Regions from separate parts of the Mus musculus genome. Here all the other regions are linked to region 1. A link is a contact called in public HiChIP or PLAC-seq and promoter capture Hi-C data. All regions are on one chromosome and are shown on one strand. Each heading gives the region's core, a stretch centred on a gene start, on an enhancer-like site or on the middle of the called end of the contact. The rest is flanking DNA. Distances are from core to core; before and after follow the strand shown.

The links. Promoter capture Hi-C pulls out the DNA fragments that hold promoters and counts their contacts. HiChIP or PLAC-seq counts read pairs in DNA pulled down with a chosen protein or histone mark.
Region 2: a contact with region 1 is called in a promoter capture Hi-C map of hippocampal neurons, with 2.9 times the contacts expected there. The contact joins the promoter of Rdh13 here to the promoter of Zfp444 in region 1. A contact is called at or near these places in 2 of 39 promoter capture datasets (cranial neural crest and hippocampal neurons).
Region 3: a promoter capture Hi-C map of pre-B cells shows a contact between it and region 1. The contact joins the promoter of Ppp1r12c here to the promoter of Zfp444 in region 1. A contact is called at or near these places in 9 of 39 promoter capture datasets (the C10 cell line, cranial neural crest, frontonasal cranial neural crest and 5 more).
Region 4: a promoter capture Hi-C map of pre-B cells shows a contact between it and region 1. The contact joins the promoter of Ppp6r1 here to the promoter of Zfp444 in region 1. A contact is called at or near these places in 8 of 39 promoter capture datasets (the C10 cell line, cranial neural crest, embryonic stem cells and 4 more) and 2 of 115 datasets of contacts at active chromatin or transcription factors (large pre-B cells and stem cell-derived neural progenitor cells).
Region 5: a promoter capture Hi-C map of pre-B cells shows a contact between it and region 1. The contact joins the promoter of Brsk1 here to the promoter of Zfp444 in region 1. A contact is called at or near these places in 10 of 39 promoter capture datasets (the C10 cell line, cranial neural crest, embryonic stem cells and 7 more) and 1 of 115 datasets of contacts at active chromatin or transcription factors (embryonic stem cells).
Region 6: an H3K4me3 HiChIP or PLAC-seq map of embryonic stem cells shows a contact between it and region 1, with 5 read pairs. The contact joins the promoter of Tmem150b here to the promoter of Zfp444 in region 1. A contact is called at or near these places in 6 of 39 promoter capture datasets (the C10 cell line, cranial neural crest, hippocampal neurons and 3 more) and 1 of 115 datasets of contacts at active chromatin or transcription factors (embryonic stem cells).
Region 7: a promoter capture Hi-C map of embryonic stem cells shows a contact between it and region 1, with 5 read pairs. The contact joins the promoter of Shisa7 here to the promoter of Zfp444 in region 1. A contact is called at or near these places in 3 of 39 promoter capture datasets (cranial neural crest, embryonic stem cells and hippocampal neurons).

The regions. Positions count from the first base shown.
Region 1 is chr7:6,171,005-6,174,157 of GRCm38.p6, forward strand. It overlaps Zfp444 (zinc finger protein 444), which reads left to right and starts at 1,509. Exons shown (of 4, transcript NM_028316.3): 1 at 1,509-1,570.
Region 2 is chr7:4,444,128-4,447,280 of GRCm38.p6, forward strand. Rdh13 (retinol dehydrogenase 13 (all-trans and 9-cis)) reads right to left here and starts at 1,530. Exons shown (of 7, transcript NM_175372.4): 1 at 1,320-1,530; 2 at 76-194. The coding sequence starts at 1,384.
Region 3 is chr7:4,500,080-4,503,232 of GRCm38.p6, forward strand. It overlaps Ppp1r12c (protein phosphatase 1, regulatory subunit 12C), which reads right to left and starts at 1,601. Exons shown (of 22, transcript NM_029834.3): 1 at 1,187-1,601. The coding sequence starts at 1,519.
Region 4 is chr7:4,657,536-4,660,688 of GRCm38.p6, forward strand. Ppp6r1 (protein phosphatase 6, regulatory subunit 1) reads right to left here and starts at 1,415. Exons shown (of 24, transcript NM_172894.2): 1 at 946-1,415. It overlaps Hspbp1 (HSPA (heat shock 70kDa) binding protein, cytoplasmic cochaperone 1), which reads right to left. Exons shown (of 8, transcript NM_001360629.1): 8 at 2,981-3,153.
Region 5 is chr7:4,689,277-4,692,429 of GRCm38.p6, forward strand. Brsk1 (BR serine/threonine kinase 1) reads left to right here and starts at 1,652. Exons shown (of 19, transcript NM_001003920.3): 1 at 1,652-1,939. The coding sequence starts at 1,804.
Region 6 is chr7:4,723,497-4,726,649 of GRCm38.p6, forward strand. It overlaps Tmem150b (transmembrane protein 150B), which reads right to left and starts at 1,586. Exons shown (of 6, transcript NM_001142792.1): 1 at 1,412-1,586; 2 at 969-1,028; 3 at 813-880; 4 at 288-415. The coding sequence starts at 1,479.
Region 7 is chr7:4,843,181-4,846,333 of GRCm38.p6, forward strand. Shisa7 (shisa family member 7) reads right to left here and starts at 1,516. Exons shown (of 6, transcript NM_172737.4): 1 at 1,425-1,516. It overlaps Isoc2b (isochorismatase domain containing 2b), which reads right to left. Exons shown (of 6, transcript NM_026158.2): 6 at 1,780-2,185. The coding sequence ends at 2,090. Gm36127 (a long non-coding RNA gene) reads left to right here. Exons shown (of 2, transcript XR_881804.2): 2 at 1,603-1,805.

The DNA of each region.
Region 1 (3,153 bases), core at 259-2,758:
ACAGTGAGTTGGAGACTAATCTGGGCTACAAGAGACTCCGTCTTAAAAAAGTTTTAAATCATATACGAAAAGAATCCAACTAGTATGTGAAAAGCACCACTAGGAAAAGAATGTGGTATTGCAGGCTCGCTCTTCAAATAGCAAAGCAGCTTGTGTGGTTAGCACACTTACCAAGATGAGGGACAGAGAGGGCAGAGAGGTGGGACAGGATTAAGTTTAGCTGTTGTGGGGATAGATCCGTCTCTAAGCTGTAAACTAGTGAGTAAATAGAAACTAGGGCAATGGTATTGTCCATCCACGAATTTGGTAAGGACAATAACAACTCTGCTTCACATGATTTCCTTTGTGTGCCAATGTCACCTTTTTTCGAAGTCCAGTGAGGAGGGGAGAGTCTCTGTCTGCCCCACTAGCTTGTAAGAGCCATCTATCACGTAAACAGAAAGTCTCATAACCTTCTTGCGCTCCTGCGAGTACGTGTGTATGTGGTGCGTTGGGGTAGTAGGTAGGGGTAGGGCTGGAAAGATGACAAAGAGGTTAACAACGAAGCACAAGCTATTCTAGACGTCCTTCTAGCACCTACATGTGGCTCACAACCGTCTGTAATACAGGTCTAAGGGAATCCCACGCCGCTTTCTGGCCTCCGTGGGTACTGCGAGCACATGGTGCACCGACTCAGCGAAACACCCATACATATTACAAAGAGCAAACTCAAAACCTTCTTGCCTTTTCTGAGGTAGGGAAACTGAGGCTTCAGTGTCCGTAGGGGGCTACACAAGCGCCGTTTGACACGTAATATTTTCCTTCCTATTCACAAGACGGGAAACTGAGGCTAGAGAGTGGACTGACAGTATGGGACGAGCGAACTAATTCTCAGAGGTCAGGTTTCGTTGACCAGCCTCAACCTTCCTTTAACCTAGTACTGGAGCGGGAGGGCGATACTGCAACTGTTGTCAAGGAGACGGATCTCCCACTGCTGATCTGAGGAGAACTCTGGCATAGCCTCCACGACCTCCTCTATAGGCGCTTAAAGGTCCTGGAGGCGGGTCTCCCAAGTGTGCTGCCTCCCCCGGTTTCCACGACAACGAAACCACAGATTCCTCTTATCCCTCCCCGACCCGTCCGCGTTTGCCAGAAGTCAGCCGGCGGGGTGTCTTGTGAGGGATGGTAGAGGAAGGAAATCCACGTGAAATCTGGGAAATGTAGTCCAAAATCAGAAGCGCTCTGTTTGCGCCTGTGTGAGCCAATAGGAATCGGGTTTTCTTCTTTACACTTTAAGAAATGTAGTTTTCTGGCTAGCTCGGGACGCACGAGCGTACAGGACTCATCACAGTAGGGCTAATGGAAAGCCGCTTTGTCGCGATGTTTCTTGGGAGATGTAGTTTCCAGCTGGGAGAGGTGGGAAGTGTTGGGTAGAATTAGCGATTCCTAGTGTAGAGAGTGAGGGGACGTGGGGGCGGGGAAGTACGGGTGAATTTGGCGCAAAGCCTGCTGGGGCATGGAGTCCCGATGAGCTTTGTGCGCATGTGCGGGAAGGTGAGGTTGTTTGGGGGGCCTCGCCCAGGAGAGTGAGGTGAGCTAGAGGGAAAAGGAAGGGCTGGGGAGTCCGGTGTACGGGGAACGGGCGGACCACGGGGAGGGGTACCCAGGTCTGGAGGAGGGAGAGGAAGGGAGGGATGGGCGGCTTGGGGGAGGGGGATGATAGGAGGCTGGAGGTGGGGTTCTGGGGGCGGGCCGGGGAGCGGGAGGAACGCGAGATGCAGACGCGGGAGAGTTGGAGGCCTGGGGAGGCTGGGCAGCGGGAGGGGGCTGGGATGTTCGAGGGGGAGCCCTGGGATGGTTGGAAACTGAGAGTGGAGTGGAAGTTGGACCCCACTGAGAAATCCTGGGGCGCCGGGACCTCTAACCTCTTCGAAAAGGATTGCGGGAAGGGGTCTATCCAGGGGCACCGTGCCATAGCAGCGTAGACCGGTGCAGGTGGCTAGTCCTGTGTGCTGGTCACACGTTCACACGCACTTCTGTCGAGTTGAGGTTCTGGAGGATAAGTATTTCTTCATTACAAGCGTATCCGCCTCATTAGCTTGTCGCGAGAGGCGAAATTCATTAATGTGCAGAAGGGGCTTGGAGACAGGTTTTAACAGGATAAGAGGGACTTAAATCTCTCGGTTCTGATCCTCCTGGCTCAGCCTCTCACGTGCTCAGATTACAAGCGTTGGCCTAGTTTTTTTGTTTTGTTCAGGGTTTTTGTTGTTGTTGATGATGGTGTTTTGGGTATGGTCTCCTGTAGCCCAGGCTGGCCTTAATCACACTCGAGAGCCATGCCAAGCTTTAAACCGGTGAAAGTAATTGAATTTAAAAACAAACAAACAAAAATACTCATCTTAACTTTTTTTTTTTTTTTTTTTGGTTTTTCAAGACAGAGTTTCTCTGTATAACCCTGGCTGTCCTGGAACTCACTCTGTAGACCAGGCTGGCCTTGAACTCAAATCCGCCTGCCTCTGCCTCCCAAGAGCAGGGCTTAAAGGCATGAGCCACCACTGCCAGTCTTCACTCCTTTTTATATGCTATTTTAACACCTATTCCAATTTACAATTTAGTCTTGGGCGCTTGTTTCACAGTGGCTTTACGTAAATGACTCACAAGGAGTTGGAGGGTTAATGTGTGTTGATAGTAAATGCAATAGGTGGGGTTTGTTTATTGCCAGGTGGTGTTCTGGGTACTTTTTTTTTCTTTTAATGATTTATTTTTATTTTAACGTGCATCCATATTTTGCCTGCATATGTGTTTACTGCATCCTCTGATTCTAGAGTTTCAGTTGTGAGCTGCCATGTGGGTGCTGGGCATTGAACCCAGGTCCTCTGGAAAAGCAGCAACCAGTACTCTTAACTGCTGAGCCACCTCTCCAGCCATGCTCTGGGGTACTTTTTTGCTCTTTATTTTACTTGACTTTCCAACCTCGATTATTGCTCCCATTTTACAGCCAAGGAGATGGAGATTAGTCTTTGAAAGGAGCAGTTGTTCTTTGACCGAGGACACATTGCTGGTACGCAGCTGGAATCGGTTCCAATTCCGAAGCCCTTGTCCTCTGAGTAAATATTTGGTGAGTTGTGCAGCTCAGGGCACAGAGTGCCCAGTGCAGATTCCTGGCCTTTTGAA
Region 2 (3,153 bases), core at 280-2,779, 1.7 Mb before region 1:
GCTGCCATACACAACATTGTGCACACAACAGTGTGCACATAACTCTTCAAACCCCAGAGCAGGGGCTGCTCTTACCTCTTTTAGCCAGCTCCAAAGCAGTTTGTTTCCCGATGCCTGTGTTGGCTCCTGTCACGATAACAGTCTTCCCAGGTATGGTGGCCTTGCTGGGACAAGCCCCACCAGCGACATAGTCCCTGAAGGTGAGAAACAGCACAGTGAGTTCTGTCTGCCTCGTGCCTGCCTCAAGATTTATGAGCTGGGGCAAAGCACTCGTAAGCTCACATCCATCACCAAAGCACCCAAACACACGGGAGTCCTCGTCATGGCCTCAGAAAAGGATTATACGTTGGAACATCTCCAAGAGGTAACAATCATTTATTCATACTTTTATAAAAACAAAAGACAATAGCCAGAAGTGGTGGTACACACTTGCAAGCCCAGTACTCAGGAGGCAATGGCAGGAATACCAGGAATTTAAGGTCATCATCCTCGACTACAGAGCAAGCTCAAGGCCAGCCTAGGCTACATGCTGCCTTGTCTATAGATGGATGGATGGATAGACAGACAGACAGACAGAATGCATGACGTTGGAAGGAGCATGTGTCAGAAGGGGTCCATGGAAGTTGGAGAACAATGATTGGGAAGCGGGTGTGTATACATCAAGAAGCTGGAGAGATGTCTCAGCAGTAAGAGCACTGCTGCTCTTACAGAGGACCCAGGATCAGCTCCCAGCACCCCACACGGTGACTCACAATAACTCCAGTTCCACGGGATCTAACATCTTCTTTTAACCTCCGAAAGCATAGCATATGCATACATGCGGGGGGGGGGGGGGCGGGGAGGGAAACACCTCATGTAAGCTGTTAGCGGTGACAGACACGCATGTCCTTGGTCCCAGCACTCAGGAGGCAGAGGCAGATCTCTCGTGAATTCAAAATCAGCCTGGTCAATATAACGAGTTCCAGGCCAGCCAAGGCTTCATGGTGAGACCCAGTCTGAAAAACGCAAGGAAGGAAAGAAGGACGGGGGAGGAGAGGAAAGGGAAGAAAGGAAGGAAGGGGAGGCAAACAGGCTGGGCAAAGAGGAAAGGGTAGAGAAGGAGTGGTCCAGAGATAAAATGAGCACAAGATCCATGCTCCACCCCTTCTCCCTAGGTGACCTTGAAGAGGTGACCCGCCCTCCTCTCCCGGAAAAGCCATACTAGTGAGCGGGAAGAATTCGTCCGAGGACTTAGGACAAGGGATACTTCTCTGGCCTTGTTTGGCATTCCCCTGTCGCAAACCTACCACCAAGCGCGCAGAGAAGACGCGCAGACTCACTTGAGCAGCACGGTGCCGCCGATCACCGTGCCCACTACGGACACCGGCAGCAGAAAGCGGCTCATCCCAGGCTGGGGAAAAGGGTGTCCGTGGGTCTGCACTCCAGGCCACTCCGCGGACGAACGCGCTGCCCAGGAACCCACGTGCGCTCGAGTAGCGTGAACGTGGAATCACACAGCCACCAGAACCCGGCTATGGGGAGTGACCAGATGTGGAGGCGGGGCTTTAGGAAGTAGGCCCATGGCGCACTTAATGCTGGGAAACGTAGTTTCTGGAGATGGAATGCGGCCGAGGTTGACAGGCGTGTCAGCTACCAGATCAAATGTCATCACACTCAACCAATCCAAGGGCGTCCTGAAGTTCGGGAAGAAAAAGAGAGAGAGAGAGAGAGAGAGAGAGAAAGAGGGGGGGAGGGAGGGAGGGAGGGAGGGAGGGAGGGAGGAAGGAAGGAAGGAAGGAAGGAAGGAAGGAAGGAAGGAAGGAAAGAAGGAAGGAAAGAAGGAAGAAATAAAAAAAATAGTAGCTGGGTGGTAGTGGTGCTCGCGTTTAATCCCAGCATTACGGAGACAGGAGCAGGCAAACCCATAAGTTTGTGGCCAGCCTGTTCTACAGAGGGAGTTCTAGGAAGCCAGATCCATGCAGAAGAATACTATCTGGGAGGAAGAAAATAAATAAAGTAGATAGATAGATAGTTTGGTACCAAGCATTTCCATTTCCAGACATCGAGACCCTGTAGAATGAACCATGGTTTTTCTCCTCTAAATAATAGTTAATGGTAGCACTTTCTGTGTAGGCCTTGTGAAGGAGGGAAGAAGGCTGGGACCTGGACCCCTGGGTCTGAGGGAGGAGGGTGAAGTATAGATTCCTGAGTCTGAGGGAGAAGGGTAGGATTTGGACTCTTGTGTTTAAGAGTGGAAGTCTGGGGTGTGGGCTTTGGATCTGAGGGAGGAAACTGAGACCTGGACCATTGGATTTGAAGGAAAAGAAGGATACTGGCTTTAAAACAACAGTGAGATGGTGCATGGGGTAGAGACACTTGTCATACAAGCTTTGCAACTTGTGTTTGATTCCTAGAACATGGTGGAAAGATAAAATCAACTCCCAAAAGTTGTCCTCTGACCTTCCACCACGGCATGTATGTGTCCACACACTTATACACCAAAAGGAAAGAATAATATATTTAAAACATACTAAAGTGTTAGTGTCTAGAAGCAGGAGAGGAGGAAAGGAAGACAGACAGACAAACAGACGAACGGACAGAAGGAAGGAAGGAAGGAAGGAAGGAAGGAAGGAAGGAAGGAAGGAAGGAAGGAAGGAAAAGAAAGGAAGTTAGGAAAAAGGCTATAGACAGTGGACAAATACATCCTGTCACTAGAAAATGTCAGCACACTTGACACCTGTTTGTCTTCATGAAGGTGACAAGGAGATAAATATTTTTCAATTATCAGATTGGCAACATTATAATAAATATTCAGTGTTGGCAAGGATCAGGGGAAACTCCCTGTTGGTGGGAGTCAATTATCTGGTGTTCCTGAAAGTCTAGTCAGACACCTGTCACAGGATGATCCGTGTATACTATTGACCCAGACATTCCCTTTGTAAGAAGTTATACTTAGGAAATGATTGGTCATTCCAAAAGAAAAAAAGAACAACTGGCCTTAGTGTGCACTTGTGAGTGCTCACTCACAACTTCTTGCAACTTACTTAACACCTCTTGTGTTCCAAGCACAGCTACTGAATTCAATCCTTACCACACAGTTTCCCTGACAGTAACAGTAAAGGCTGATTCTCCTGGGACTGGAAAGGTAGGTCAGTGGCACTTGCTGCTGCTGCA
Region 3 (3,153 bases), core at 351-2,850, 1.7 Mb before region 1:
CTTATCTTGTTCTCGGTCATCCTAACTGAATAAAAGCATCCTGAATCCAGAAGAACCCAAGCAACAACACAAGATGGTCCTGACTCTCGGGCACAGAGCACTGGAAAAAAATAATGTGTGGAATAGGTTCTAGAATCCTGGGAGGTGATAGGGTGGAAATCTAGGAGAGAGGGCACACTTTTTGAAGAAGGACGTTGGTTGCCTAAATAAAGTCTAGGAGATGAACCAACAATAGGTGAAGTGGCCATGTAATTCCAGAAATAAGAAGGGCAGAGAAGGGCCTGGCATGGTGGCGCACGCCTTTAATCCCTGCACTGGGGAGGCAGAGGCAGAGGCAGAGGCAGGCGGATTTCTTAGTTGGAGGCCAGTCTGGTCTACAGTGAGTTCCCAGCCAGGGCTATACAGAGAAACCCTGTCTCGAAAAAAAGAAGAAGAAGGAGGAGGAGGAGGAGGAGGAGGGCAGAGACATAAGGACCTGCATTTGAGGATGGCCTGGGCTACATAGCAAGACCTTGTCTAAAGGAAAAACAACAAAACAAAAGGAAAAGTGGTCCAGCTCCTCGAAGAGCAAATGCCTACAAGTTTCCAGGAAGGCAAACAATGTAAACAGAGAAAGAGAGTTGAGGAGAAACTTCTATAAGAGGTGACAAGCTCCCCAAATTGGGGGGGGGGGGGATGAATTGATAATGTAATTAAGGACATGGGATTGTAGGTAAGAGAAAAGATTAAAAAAAAAAAAAAAAGCAAAGGATGACGCGACAGAGGAAATGCCTTTTCAAGGAAACAACGTGGTACACTGTCCTGAGGCCACAACGTACAGCACAAGTCACGGGAAGAAGAGGAAGGCACAAACAGGATGGACCTTCAAAGAAGTGACACTGAAGGACCTGGGCCTAAAGAGGGTCAAGTCAGAGTGCAGGAGAACGAAACCACAGGCCTGGGTCAGGAAAGACTTCAGCACAGTCAAACAAGTACCAGCTAGGAAAGGAGGAACCCGGCCAGCATAGGCACGGAAGTAAGCGATGCTGCAAAAAATGCACGGGAGAGAGATGACAGCACGAATGACAGAGAAGAGGCGGCCACAGAGCAGGCGGGATCCTCAGCGATGGCACAGTCGAGGGGAGGTGGATCAGGGCCGAGGAGGGAGGATGCCCGAGTGGCGAAGACGCGGGGCGGGGGCGCTGACCTGGTGCAGGGCGCTGATGCCATCCGCGTTGGTGGAGTCGAGCACGGCACGGGCAGGCGGAGGGACGGCGGGGTCGGACGCAGCGCCGGAGCCGGGACCGGGATCCGCTGCGCGCAGCATCAGGCGAGCCTCGTCCAGATCGCCCCCCGCGCAGGCCGCCAGGAACTCAGCGGCGCGCTCGAAGCGGACCGTGCGGGCTCGCCGCTCCCCGGGGCCCGGGTCGGCGCCCGCCCGAGCCCCCCACTGCCGCAGCTGCTCCTGCCGCCGCTCACGGGCGGCCGCAGCAGCCGCCGCCGCCCCCGGGCCCGCTGCCGGACCATCCTCGCCGGACATCGCGCCGGCCGCTCGCCCGCCTACTAAGCGAGCGAGCGAGCACCGGGCGACGAACAGCCGCCACCCGCCCGCCCCGGGGGCCGCCGGGAACCGCCGCGCGACAAGCACCGCCCAGAAGCTCGCCCAGCCCCCGCTCGGTATATTGACGTCACGGCGCCGACCCAAAGCCCTCTGGGTAACCGAGTCCCGCCTGAGACTTGCGTAGCTATCGCTGGGGGCAAGGGCCTAAAAAGAAGCCCCTCGTAGCGAGCTGGGAAGTGGAGTTTCTCCCCATTGAGGAGCCTTGCATAACTTGAGCAGATAGGTTAGAGAATGAGGCAGCCGGCAGGCCGGCAGAAGTGCTGGGAAATGGGTTCTACAAGCGGAAGTCTTCGCTAGACTCGCTATATATCCTGAGGCACGTTTAGAAATCCGGAGCTGGAAGGGGTCGAACGAAAAACTCAAAAGGCACGCCCTCAATCCCAGCACTTGGGAGGCAGTGAGTTCGAGGCCAGTCTGGTCTGATCCTGGTCCTGAGTTCCAGGACAGCCAGAGCTACACAGAGAAACCCTCTCTCGAAAAAACAAGCAAAAAGAGAACTGCCTAAAGGAGGACATGTCCCTAGGGAGTGCTGGGAATCTGGGTAGAGCGGCCGGACAGGCTACTGGGGCATGCTGGGAAATGTAGTGTACTTTGTAAAGTGACTACCCCAAGGCGCATGGGAAATGATAGCGGATAGCGGATCCTGAGAGATAGAAATAAATTTTGCATACTTTTTACGATTTGTTTTGAGATAGGATGGCGCTCGAACTCATTAATAATGCCCTTGAACTTCTGATCTTCCTGTCTCCATCTCCTAATTGCTGGGATTACAGGAGTCTGTTTGTTTGTGTGTGTGTGTGTGTGGGGGGGGGGTTATTTTTGTTTTGAGACAGGGTCTCAGTATGTAGCCCTGCCTGGTTTGAAGCTCACTATGCAGACAGAATGGCCTCGAACTCACAAAACTCCGCCTCCTCCTGCCTCTGGAGTGATGAAATTAAAGGAGTGCCACCATGCCGTACTTGTTTTGGTTTTGAATCTGTCCCTCTCCCATCGGCTATAAGTAAACTCGATTTGTTTTCTTTGAGACCCTCTTAGTCCTAATGACTAGAACTAAGCCTGAGAGTAGGCAATAAAAAATATTTCGAATGAATGAATGAATGGGCTCCCTAAGGCATCAGGTAGACCAAGGGCCGACGGGAAATTGAGTTCTCAAACAAGATTAAAGCTTGTCACCGCCAAACTCATCTTTTAACATGGCGATAAAGTTCCCGAGCAAAGTTCAAGGAAATCAGATAACATAGGGCAAGCTGGGAAATGTAGTCTCAAGGCCACGCCTCCAAAGGGTTCAGCTCCAGACTTCCAAATATGTCTCAGAATGCAAGGTACCTAAGAAGTCAGTTTCCAGACCAAGAACGAGCCCACGTTTTCTAGTGGTAATAATTCCCTGAGCATACCAGAAAGAGGGCCCTCAAACATGACCAAAATAACCACATACTTTTCTTCAGCCCACCTGGGGCTGCAAAAGACACTAGGAATTATAATTCAGATTGTATCATGCTCTCTGGGCCTGATTTTGTTGTTCGGTTCTTTTTTTTCCTCCCCCCACCCCCTTT
Region 4 (3,153 bases), core at 165-2,664, 1.5 Mb before region 1:
CCATCCTGGCTCCCTCAGTGTTCCCACCTTCACATATTTGCACGCGGTGTTTCTTCCACCTGGAAAGCTCTTCTTCCCACTCTCCATCTGTTAACTCCCACTCAGCCTTCCTCGACAGAAAAGTCACCCATCCGGCCGGTCTCACCAGTCTCTCCCACTCTGCGGCCTGCTGCCACAGCACCCTGGGTTACCACCATCACAACACACAGTAATTGTGACTGTCCAGCTCTGCCTTTGGCTCCCTGAGTAGATAAAAGTACCAGGGACTTCCACTGACCACTCCCTCCTGGACCCAGCAACCAAGTTCTGCCCTCAATGGGCCTCATCTCACAGAATACCCAGTAGCGCACCAAACAGTGGTTCCAAAGTGCCTCCTCACCACAGGAAACTAGGGACAAACAGGGACAGGACAGCCACAGCCAAGGCGAAGGAAAAGACCTGTTTAACCTTGCCTTCCTGAGCAGAGGGTGAGAAACAAAAAGGTCAAGAGTCCACGAAGGCTGGTGAGAGTGAAAAGAGTAGGTAGACACAGAGGTGAGCACAAAAGAGCAGGCAAGAGGAAGGAAAGAGAAAGGCACCCTAGAGGAGGAAGACTACGACAGGGGGGACAGGGGAGTGGGCCCAAATCCCAAGAGAGCTGAGTCAGAATGATAGGTGGAGGTGATGTAGATCCCAGTGGGAAGAGATGGGGGCTGGGGGCTGCGGGGAGAAGAGTCTAAGAGACTTAGAGAGGGTCCCCAATAGACGAGGAAGACGGGCTGGGAATGACAGCGAAGTAGACACAGGCCCGGCGACAGGAAATAGACTTGATGATACTGGCAAGTGGCTAAAAGACTTAGGGAGTGAAAGGGAGGATACTAAGAGACTCAGGGGCGCTCAGGGAGATTTGAGGAAAAGACTCCGGATTAGAAGGCGCACGCCCGGGAAGGCAGCTGCGGGGCTCACCTGCGCGGGGGGGCGGCGGCTCCTCGCACTCGGGGCTCATCGGGGCGCCCCTGCCGCCCCGCCGCCGGCGGCTCCGGCCCTGTCGAGGGGCCGGCTAAGAGGGGCGGGGGCGGCGCCGGTGGGCTCGCGCAGGCGCCCGGGCCGGAGCTCGCGAACCCGCGCAAGCGCCCTCCAGTCACAGGGAATCCCCTGCCTCACCACCGAGCTTCGACGAGTTCGGGTCGTCGCGAAAAAGTAGGCGCACTCGTTCCACCGCAGAGCTCCGTGGCCGACGCGAGGCCCGCGCAGGCGCCTCCGAAGCAGGGCGACGGGGGAAGTCGCCGCGGGTTACACACTGACACGCCGGCACCCGCGGGACAGGAAAAAGAAGCCTCCGCAGCCCGACGGGTGCAGAATTGCACCGAGAGCCGACGCCCGTCCCCTCGGCTTTACTGTCACCCGAAGCGGCTGGGTCTCCCCGGCCCCAGCCGTCCACCTTAAGGCCTCCGACGCAGGGCTACCTCCGCCACTGTCCCACAATGCCCCGAGCGCGGGAGGACGCAAGAAGACAGGCTCCGCCCTCTCGTGGTCGCTCTCCGTGCGCAGGTGCGCGAGAGGCCGCTAGGTCGGCCTGGCGAGGCGCGTGCGCGGTGAGCGCTGGCGCCCAGAACCCGCCCACTCCGGAACTCCGCGGCTGTCCGTGCCCACGGTTGCCAATGTTCTCTCCCTGAATAAACCTAGAGGGCCCAGTGCGCAGGCGCTGCTGCAGCCAGAACCCCGTTTTCTGTGACTACATTCCAAAATCCGCTGAATATTCGGTTCTAGGATCTTTCGCCCTGAAAGCTACCTTCGGAAATCCGATTGTTATTCCGACTCCTTCAACCATATTTCTTTGACTCGAGTCAACTCCTAAGAAATCCATTCCAACTTTTCGTCCTCACGCGAAGCTGGTTGCTTTTGTTCAGTCGGGTTCGTCCCGGATGCCTAAGCGTCTGCCGAGGTTTTCTGGCTGACCTCCTACTCAGGCATTTGCCCAAGCCGCGTCTACTGTTGCCAGTTGCTGCACAAAGCCTCCTCTTGTAACAACCGGGAGGAACCCCTTAACGCCGGGATTCAGTCACTAAAGGGCCTTTTCTAGCGCTGAGCCTCGGTTTACCCCAACTTTCATCCCCTGCTCCTTCGTGCCCGTTTTAGAGGTCAGCTGTAAGGACTAGATAAATGCATGTAAGAAACATTAGTTTTCCTTTTTTAAAACAGCAGATTAGGACTTTATATTTCGGGGACATTTCACGTCAGTCATTATTTTGACTTTCAAGGGATGTAGATATTTTTCTCCACCCCTTCTCAAATGGCTTTAATGGACTTGCACAGATTAACACCTGTCAGTAATTTTTTTCGTCTTGTCTCTCCTGGGCTGTGCTGCTTTTAATTTTTGTTCGATCTTGTATCAACTGAGTTCTGTGTAAGAGAGCACCTTCATATTAAAAGTGAACACTAGCTCTGCTCCCTGTCTCCTTTAAGTTCAGCCTGCCCCCCCCCCCCACCCCACCCCCAATTCCAGGATGGGTCTTCTCTCCCCAGTTAGACCTTTCTGGAAACTCATACACACACTGGAGATGTGTTTCCATGGTGATTCTAAATCCTGCCAACTTGGCAATGAAGATTAACTTTCACACAAAACTTCAAGGATGTCGAGCTGGCTTCATGGGCAAAGGTGGCTGCTGTGCAAGCCCATAACCTGGCTCAACTTAAAATTCGATCCCAATACCCACATGGGAGAAAGGGAGAATCAATGCCCCACACTGTCCTCTAACCTCCATTCACAGGCCATGCCCCTCTTTATACACTCAAATATGTTTTTAAAAGTACGTGTGTGTGTGTGTGTGTGTGTGTGTTAAAGAACAGATGGTCCCAGCACAACACAGCAAGAAAAGACAGCAGCTCTGAGGTAAGAGCAACACTTATTATACCTTTAGTGACCATCTCCCCAAATCCTCTAAGCTCAGCCCCTCCTTCCTTCCATAAGAACCTTCCAAAAAACAATGCAAGACAGCATAAGGGAGCAGGAGAAATGTTTTTATTTGAAGAGCAGTGTGGACATGAGAAGAAAGGATGACAGAAAGCAAGGGAGGGGATCAAGGGGCCAGCACCTTTCTCAGCAACCCCTCCAGGGGGCTACCCAGAGATGGGCTGGCAGGCCCAGGCCCAGGCCCAAACAAGGCCTGGCAA
Region 5 (3,153 bases), core at 402-2,901, 1.5 Mb before region 1:
ACCCTGTGAGAAACTTGGGGATGGAATGGATGCCTAACAACTTAGGGTGCCTGCCATAAAGAAGGCTATGGCTTATATGGAAGCTTAATAGGAACCAGATTCCTCATGGCTGAGTGCAGACCTATGGTCCTCCCACGGAGGCACATGGATTATACTGAGGCCTACCTGAAGTTTACAGGACTTAACAAGCAAACATTACACATCCAGCCTGCACTGGGATCTATCTGCCTACCTATCAAGGTATAGGAGACATTAAAGCATGGTGGTATCGGACTGTTTTTAAACAATTTTAAAGGAGTTGGAAGAAATATGCATATGGATAACTGTCTGTGCATATGTGTACCACGTGTACTTTGATCCCCGGAAACCAGATGGAGTTACATACAGCCATGAACTACTGTATAGATGCTGAGAATGCAAATCCCCAGTCCCTGGGAAGCAGCCTACTCTTCCTAACTGCTGAATCATCTCTCCAGGACTGTAATTTCACACTTGAGAGACAGAAGCAGGAGGATCAGAAGTTCAAGGTCATCTTCAGCCACATAGTTTGAGGTCAGCTGGACTTTGTCTTAAAAAAAAAAAAAAACAAGAGCAGAACGTGGAGCCCTGATAACGGTGGGAACATAGAATTAGCCCAAGGAGTACACAGTGTTGACCTTAGAGGACATAGAGAAATAGATCACACTTAGGTCTCCAACTCCCCAAAGTCCTTCCCTTTTCTATCTTTGTCTCTTTTATCCTCTGCCACCACCACCACCCACACACACACTCCACAGTCTGTTCCCATCTAAGCCCAGCATCATTCCCTCCTGTGAATATATGGACCCTTGACAGTCCTTATTTCTCTTTGTCCCCCTCGCTCTACATCTTCCTTTGCATTTCTATCTCCTCATCCCTGTCTGTTGTTTGTCTCCTATCCCTGTCTGCCCCTTTCAGCTCTTTTTTGAGGGGGTGGGTTGAGGGGGCGTTCTCACGTAGTCTAGGCTGTCCTCAAACACACTTTATAGCTATAATGGCCTTGAACTCTTAATTCTCCCCGCTCCGTTATTACCTCCTTCACTCCTCCACCCTGTCTCTGATATTCTGCATCTTCCCATCTACTAATGTATGTCAGACTTCTCTTTGTGTCTTCATCTCTGCTTGTCTAATACTGGTTCTGTATCTCTCTCCATCCTTCCCTCCATCCTTTCAGGCATCCCTCTCTCCTGCAGCATCCTTCTCCTCCAGCATCCCTCCACCCATCCATACATCCCAGCATCTTCCCACCTCCTCCCCGTCCGTCCAGCTTCCAGGCCCGCCCCCTGCCACTCCCCCTCCCCCTCCGAAAGGGTTAACTGTGGGGAAGGGCCGGGAGTCCCCGGATGGTGATGTCAGCGTGCCGGAGAGAAAGGACGAGGTGGCGGGGGGAGGCGGAGAGGAGGAGGAGGCGGAGGAGAGAGGGCGCGTGGGGGGGCGGGGGGGATCTCGGCCTGCAGCATCCGCCGGCCCCACACTTCAGACCCCCCCTGCAGGGGGAGGCACAGGAAGGGGGGGGCCGGCCAGGGACGGGCTGGGGAGGGGGGGCCGCGCAGCCCCCCCCGCCATGCTGATTCCAGGGGCCTGACCCCCCCGGCAGCCCCCCCTCCCCCAGCTCTGCGGCCCACCGACTGGGGGGGCCAGCCCAGCCCCCTGGGGACCCCCGGAGAAGTGGGGAGCAACCGGGGGGGCCGGGACGGAGGTGTCGCCGGCCCCCACCGGAGGAACGGGGCGACGGGCCGCAGGGGGGGCGGCCGGGGGACCGGTCGGGCCGGGACCAAGGGCACCATGTCGTCCGGGTCCAAGGAAGGTGGCGGGGGCTCCCCCGCCTACCACCTCCCACACCCACACCCACACCCACCCCAGCACGCCCAATATGTGGGCCCCTATCGCCTGGAGAAGACGCTGGGCAAAGGACAGACAGGTGAGAACCTAAGCGGACACCTGGGGCGGGGGCGGGGTGCTGGAAGGGGCAGAGGGCGGGACCATGGATATTTAAAGGGCAGACCCCTGGGTCCCTCGTAGAAAAGGGGCTTGGGTCCTGAGTTCCAAGTGCCCACGGTGTACGGAGTAGAGTCTGACGTTGGGGCCTTGAGATGGCAGGGGTCTGAGACTTGTGGGTTCCAGGGAGAAGTAGGGGTCTGGACTACTGTGGCTCAAATAACCCTATTGGGGCAGATATTGGAGGGGCTTCAGGAAGCTGTGGGGAAGTAGGCCCATTACGGGTGTGGGACCTGGGCTGATTCTGCAAGCTGAGGCAGGCGGGTGCTGCAGTACAGCCGCAGGCAGGGTGGAGGTGCAGGCTGGGTGGAGGTGCATCCATCCCGAGAGAGGCTGCTATCCTGTCCCTCTTATGCTCAAAAGCGGTCACTTGCGCTCCGTGCAGCAAGCTGGAGCCCTAGGGTGTGAGGTCGACTACATTCTCTCCATTCTGCAGTGTGGAAATAGAATGGAGAGGTGGACTGTAGAAAGCTAAGCTCCCAGCCAGAAGTGGCCCTGGAAAGCAGAGTTATCTTTGATTGATGCTAAAGGCTGAGTGTGGCCACAACCATCTTCTTCTAGGCAGGGGATCGAGGTGAACTGAGGGATGACCTCCAGTGTTCTGGGCTGTGGGTTCTGGGTCCCTATGAAGTTGAGTTCCAGGCCTGAGATAGGAAAGGGAGGTCAGACCTTTATATCCTGGTAGTAAGAGTGTGACGTGCTGTTGACCTCAATTCTTGAACTTTGGAAGGAGAAGGGGCCATGTACCTGCACTGCTGGGCCTGAGGGACGAGGGCTGGGGCCAAGACTACTGGGTCTAAGGACGGAGGGGTAAGATCTGGGTTCCTGGGACTGAGAAGAGGCACCTTCCATAGCTGAGCTCTGGATCTGAGGAGTGGTCAGGGAATACGCATGCTTTCTGACCATGACAGCTTTTTTTTTTTTTTTTTTTTTTTTGGTTTTTCGAGACAGGGTTTCTCTGTGTAGCCTTGGCTGTCTTGGAACTCACTTTGTATGGGGAGGCTTGGGAAAGAAGAAAAATTGAGAGTGTGTTTTGTAAGATTATAGGGCTTCTGAAATCTGAAAAGAAAGATGAAGTTGGGCAGACATACCAGAAGGCCAGAGAGTCAGAATAAAAGGCCAGGAGAGGCTGGTGGA
Region 6 (3,153 bases), core at 336-2,835, 1.4 Mb before region 1:
GTAAGACTCGATCATTGTACCGCACTGCAACAATTTCATGAGGAAGTGAGGCAGATAATGGTGGCTGCAATAAAATTCTCCCAACCTCCGAGGGTTCCACAAGGTTCTGAACACACACCCTAATACATACAGGACACCCCATAAAGCCCTCTATAGTGCAAGAGTCGTGAGAACTACAAACCCCAGAAAGCTTTGCGAGCCGAGTACACAGAAAGAGCCACCAGAAGCCGTAGGGAAATGTAGTCCAGTTCCCCCCGCCCCCCAGGTTGCTTTCCAGCGCATCTCACCTGGAAGTTGCCTACTATGGAGGTACCCAGGGCACAAAGGATCCCCGACCACAGAATTAGCTGGTTTTGCCAGGTTTTGACGCCCCAGTCCCGGAGTTGGTGATGACGCACAATGCAGATCCAAACAGCTAGGAAAGAGAAGTGAGAGGCAAACTCATCACAGGATTCGCAGCTGGAGGGGAAGATTTGAAACAGGAAAATGCTGGTGTCCCAGTTAAACATAGGATGAGGGAAGAAGGGATTTGGAGGTACGGGCTTGGAGGTTTGAGGGAGACGGACTGGGATCTGGATTCCTGGATCTGAGGGGGAAAGACTGGGGTATGGACTCTGGGTCTGAGAGAAGAGAATTGGGGTCTAGACTCCTGGGTGTGAGGAAGGAGGTCTGGGGCATGAACCTTGGGGTCTGAGGGAAGAAGGCTCCTGGCTTTCAGGGAAACCAGTTGCTCTGGTCTGAGGAAGGAGGAGATGGGGACCCTTTAGGCACCTTTGGGCTGGCAGTGAAAGGAAAGGTATAGAAATACTTACTTAGAGCAGCTCCTATATTGAGGACTTGGCCGAAAATGCAGCTCTGAGGAGCATAAGAGCCACAGATACTGCAAAAGAAGAACAGGGTCATCTTTTGGCTCCTCCCAGACAAGACCCTCTATTTGCCTCCCCCATCACCACCTCAGCCATAACAACCTGATAAAAGGGAAGCCTTCGTTGAGGTCCACAGAACCATTAACCACAGCGATTGCAAAACTGAGACGAGAGGAATACAGGAAGTTAGTAAGTGGATCTTGTAGAGAGCTTTCCTTTCTGTTCCCTAAACCAAACACTTCCCTGTGTTAATGGACTTCTGGCCTCTATCCTGTGTCACAAGAAGCCATCCAAAAACCAGCTGTCTTCCCTCAGACCCAAAAATCCAAACATTAGCTCTCCTCCCTCAGACCTGGAGTCCAGTCCCCAGCCCTCCTCCCTCAGACCTGGAGTCCAGTCCCCAGCCCTCCTCCCTCAGACCTGGAGTCCTGTCCCCAGCCCTCCTCCCTCAGACCCAGGAATCTAGCCCTCCTTCAGACCCAAAAGTCCAGACCCCAATCTTCCTCCCTCAGACCCAAGCATCCTTTAGGGCCTCTGCTACTTACACAATCCAGATGCCAGCTATAGCCCACAGAAATAAGATGACAGGCAGCAAGGACAGGTAATTCCACATTGCTGCGCTCTGCAGTGGAAGTGAAGAAGCTGGATCTCCAAGCAGTCTTTAGGTGTGTGGTGCTGAAGACGGCCCACCTGCTTTTGTGGTCCCACTGGCTGGAAGCCTGGCCTTGCTCGGGGCTCTTTTCCCTATCTTCTTCAGACCCAATCAACTGTTGTTGGTCTGTTTTCCTGGCTCTTCACTGCCAGCTCCCAGGCTCCGGGTTCCCTTAGGGCCCTCACCTTTCCAAGTTCCCTCAAATTCTCTCCATTTCCTTAATACATTTAGATCTGAGTGGCAGTACCAGGTGATTCCAGGTGTGGCAAAAGAAGGCAGGCCTCCGAATTCCGGAAGAGGCAAAGTCCAGGCTGAGTGTGTATGAGATATTCAGCTTTGGGTCTAATCAGTAGTCATCGTCTGTAATCTACCCAAACAACTACTTCCTGTCTCAGATTCGTAAAAGGGACACTCTTGCTTCAGGGAGCCCCTAACTTCCTTCCTACAGTTTTGTGGGTTCAACGTCCAAATCCCCCGGTACTTTATCCTCCCCACAAACTACATACAGCTCCCTGAATGCATACATACATGTCACTTCTGGAGTCCAGCCACCATTACCTACCTGCAAATGCAGGTCTCTTTTCTGGAGTCTTCTATAGCCCCTGCTGACCTGGAGTTGGTGATGTTCCCGTCCTGTCTCCTGAAGAGCTGTAGGCTGCTTGTCCATTCTGGGATTGTGCCTTCTGGGTTCAGTCTTTTGGGTTGCTTGATGTGGGATCTTGATGATCCCACCCCACACGCTCCTCTTCTCTTCCCTTCCCCTCACCCTTTCTTTTTCTGTTCTAACAAGAGTTCCCCAGGCTGGTGAGATGGCTCAGCGGTTAAGAGCACTGACTGTTCTTCCAGAGGTCCTGAGTTCAAATCCTAGCAACCACATGGTGGCTCACAACCACCTGTAATGATATCTGACACCCTCTTCTGGGGTGTCTGAAGACAGCTAGAGTGTACTTATGTATAATAATTGGCCCTGAGCGAGCAGGATTGACCAGAGCGAGCAGAGGTCCTAAAAAAATTCAATTCTGAACAACCACATGAAGGCTTACAACCATCTGTATAGCTACAGTGTACTCATATACATAAAATAAATAAATAAATCTTTTTTAAAAATTCCCACAATGGGCAGGGTGTGAGTGGGGAAGGTGATAGTGGTTATAAGATCCCCATCTGCAATCTCTACCCCCACAAGCAGCTTCTTAGACTTTCTATCTTTGTTTTCTGAGACAGGATGGATCTTAGTACATAGCCTAGATTGACCTCGGATGCAAGATTCTCCTACCCCGGCCTTCCTAGTGCTGGGATTAGGGCCTAGAGAGACAGCTCAGTGGATAACAGCACTTGTTCTGGAAACCTGAACATCTGGATTTGAATACCCAGTACCCACCACACAAGCAGGCCTGTTTGTGCACACCACTGTTGCAGCAACAAAGTCAAAGACAGATTCCCAAGAGCCAGCCTAGCCTAAAAGACAACAAGCATCCCTTCGGATGAGGAGACCTGAGGGAACAGGGAGAAGGTAAAGAAACCATCTGACATCTCCTCTAGCCCTAACTTGTATGCGTGCACTCACATGGTGCTACATGCCCTCCCCCAATGAAATAATAATGGTAATGATAAAAATAATTAATGGCTGGTGAG
Region 7 (3,153 bases), core at 266-2,765, 1.3 Mb before region 1:
AGAGGAAGACAGAGATAGTCAGGGAAGAGACAGAAACCCGCAGAAGGTGGTACCAGAAGGATGGGTTAGTGATGGAAAGTAGACAGAGGCTGAGACACAGAGAGTAGGAGACCCAGAGAGAGAAACAGAGGCCCTGGGATTGGGAGGGGAAGTAAAAGACAGCGAGAGAAGTGAGATCTAGGGATGGGGAGGGCACAACCAATAAAGTCTAAAATGGCCCGAGTGGGGTCTGCAGGTGGCGGCTGAGGAGGTGGTGGTGGGGGCACAGATCAGGGAAGGGGGTAGGAGCATGTGGAAGGGGTTCCTAGGAATCTCAGGGATTAGGAAGTCGGTTTGAGGTGGGAATGCGGAAAGCAGGCAAGATTGGGGACCTGTAGAAGGAGGGAGAGGAGAGTAGCAGGTCCTGGCTACTGTGGCGCTGGGAAAGACCCCCAAATCCCTGCCTGCTAAGGATAGCGTGGATACCACATGCAGCGCTACTTTGTCTGGGCTGTCTGGGGTCCCTGCCTAGAGTCTCCGTCCATTCTCTTCTTAGGCCCCCTGCCTACGTGCAGCCGGCTGTCTTCTCTCTTTCTAACCTGGCTCTGCCGTCGGGTTTCTGTTCCTCTGCATCTCTGCGTCTGTCTAGGGCTCTGTCCGGATCTCTGTCTGGGCCCTCCATCCCCAACCTCCCCCGCCTGGATCTGTAGCCTCCTTGTAATTTCCACACCCAGTTCCTCTGTCAGGGGCTCTCTCAATCTCTGCTTGTCTGTCCCGGGATTCTGTCCCTTCTAAGTGTCTCATTCTCATCACTGCACTGTTCCCCGCCCTTTGAGCCCCTCACTCTTGAGCAGAGTGGGTGGGGGGCGCTGCGGAGGGAGCTGTGTGTTCCCAGCGCAAAATAGACTCCCGTTGCCATGGCGACGCGAGCGCGGCCTCGAGACGCAGGCTTCGGGCTGGGTGTGCGGAGGGGACACCTGGAACCGGAACGCGGGGGCCGGGGCTCCGACGCCCGTGTCCCAAGGGGCTCCGGAGGATGGATGGAACTCCTAGGTCCCCGGGGAGGGTGTACTGGGCTAGGTAACTTGTGGGAGGGGGCTGGGCTGCTAGGATCTGCGGCGGCGGTGGGTGAGTTTGATTGTCAATGGGGTTGGACTGGTCCTTGCATCTCTGGTGGACACGGGATGCCTTCAAAGGCCCCCAGGCTGGGGATGGAGTCTGCGAATCTCGGGTGAGGGTTTGACGCGGTGGAGGCGGAGGGGCGTCTGTAGAGTTTGAACACTCTGATCTCCAAGGGGCTGCAGAATTCTGCGTCTTGGGCGAGTAAGGACCACGGAGCAGCAACTGTCCATCCCATCCATTCACATACTTGTCCATTCCTCCCCATCCCTCTTTTTCCCCCGTGCCTCAGTTTACCCCTCCTCACCAGGTACGGATGCGCTCACCTCACTTTCCGGATGCGGGACCTTCAGGGAATCGGGGGTGGCAGCGTGGGGGCCAGCCAGGGTAGGCAGAGCGAGCGCGTGTCTGCCAGCCCGCGGGGCTGGGCGCGCGCGCGCTGATGGGGGTGGGGGCGGCAGGCTGCGTGGTGGGGACCCTGGCCGGCAGCTCTTTCTTTTGCAGATGCGCACCGGCCCCAGTGCAGATGTGGCCGCTGCCAGCCCTCGCCTGTGTCTCGCGCCGGCTTGGAGCTTGGAGAGGCGCCTCCCCCACCCCACCTGGAGGAGACCCCACTTTCTTCCTCCCACAGACCCTTGTAGCCCCCGTGATGCCCCCTAAACCCAATAATGGTTCGGTCCTCAGTCACATAAATGTTTATTCTCCGAGACAGGGTCCCAGTTGTGACATTTGTTCCCCCTCCTTTTCCCGCTTCGTGAAGTGGCCCGGGGCCCAGCCCCACCTCCACCTTTCTCTAAACCAATTCCCACCCAGCATCAAGGAATTTCATTTGCATTTCCGGGACCAGCTGCCCAATCGGAAGACAGAACCACGCCTCCTCTCCCACGGGGGCGGTTCTCCTGGCGGACTGCACCACTCTTGGGATCCATGGATGAAGGAAAAGTCATCCATCAACGTCTGGGTGACAAGGAGGGTGGGTGCTTCCTTCAAGTCAGGTCCTGGAGTTGGGCAACAGGGAGTTTTTCTTGCCTTGGAAGAAGCCTAACAGTCCGATGTCTGTGACTGGCTCCTTGAGGATCTTCTGAATCTGCAGGCAAAGGAGATGAGGAAGTGAAGAAGCCCTATCTCCGGAATAGAGAATCTGAGGAGCACCTCTTCATCTTGATCTCCCTTATTCTGACAGCATCGCTTCTCCAGTCAACTACTTCTTTTTCCTGTTTTCCAGGTGACCTCTCCCTCACACTTGCCTGGTTGAGCTGTTCCCCGCCATCTTGGTATGCTCTTGCCTTGGGACCACTAAGAGCAGATGGTTTGGGTTATCTTGTCTACCTCCATGTCCATCTTCTTCACTAGTCTCATCTTTCCTGGGTCATTCCTTTAGCTCTCAGCTCTCCCACACACAGACCCAACGAACTCATGAACTCTCAACGAATTTACACAACTCTCTCTTGGTGGAACAAGAATAATCAACCACATTACTGGCAATCAAACAGTCCAGCCAAGTTTATCTCCAGAAAATTATACCAAAAAATGCAAATCCTGCACCTCCACTTCTCTTCCCTGGTTAAACCCCACCACTGTTTATGGGATTTGTTGGTTTCCCTTCTTTGTCCCAGGCCACATAATGTAATCTTTTGACTATTCACCAATTTGATGGTGGCCAGCTCCTGTACTCTTTCTTTCTCAATGAAGCATAGTTGAGGTTTATTAAAGATATTTTAATATAGAGTTTAGGAACAAAGAGAGGTGCTTTTTCTCTTGCTTGTGGCCCCAGTAGTCTATGGAATTTCCTGGTAAGAAGATAAACACCAAAGCATGGATGTAGACTTCTCTAAAAGGGAGCTGACTCCTAACCTGCGCGCGCACGATCTGCGGCAGAGGACAGCACTCTCCCCACATGAGTTTTATTTCTTTGTTGATGTTGATTTGGTTGGGATAGAACCCAGGGCCTTGCCAAAGCTAGACAAGTACTCTGCAGACTGCGTGTGTGTGTGTGTGTGTGTGTGTGTGTGTGTGTACGTACATGTTTATGTGGGTATGTAAATGTATGTGAGA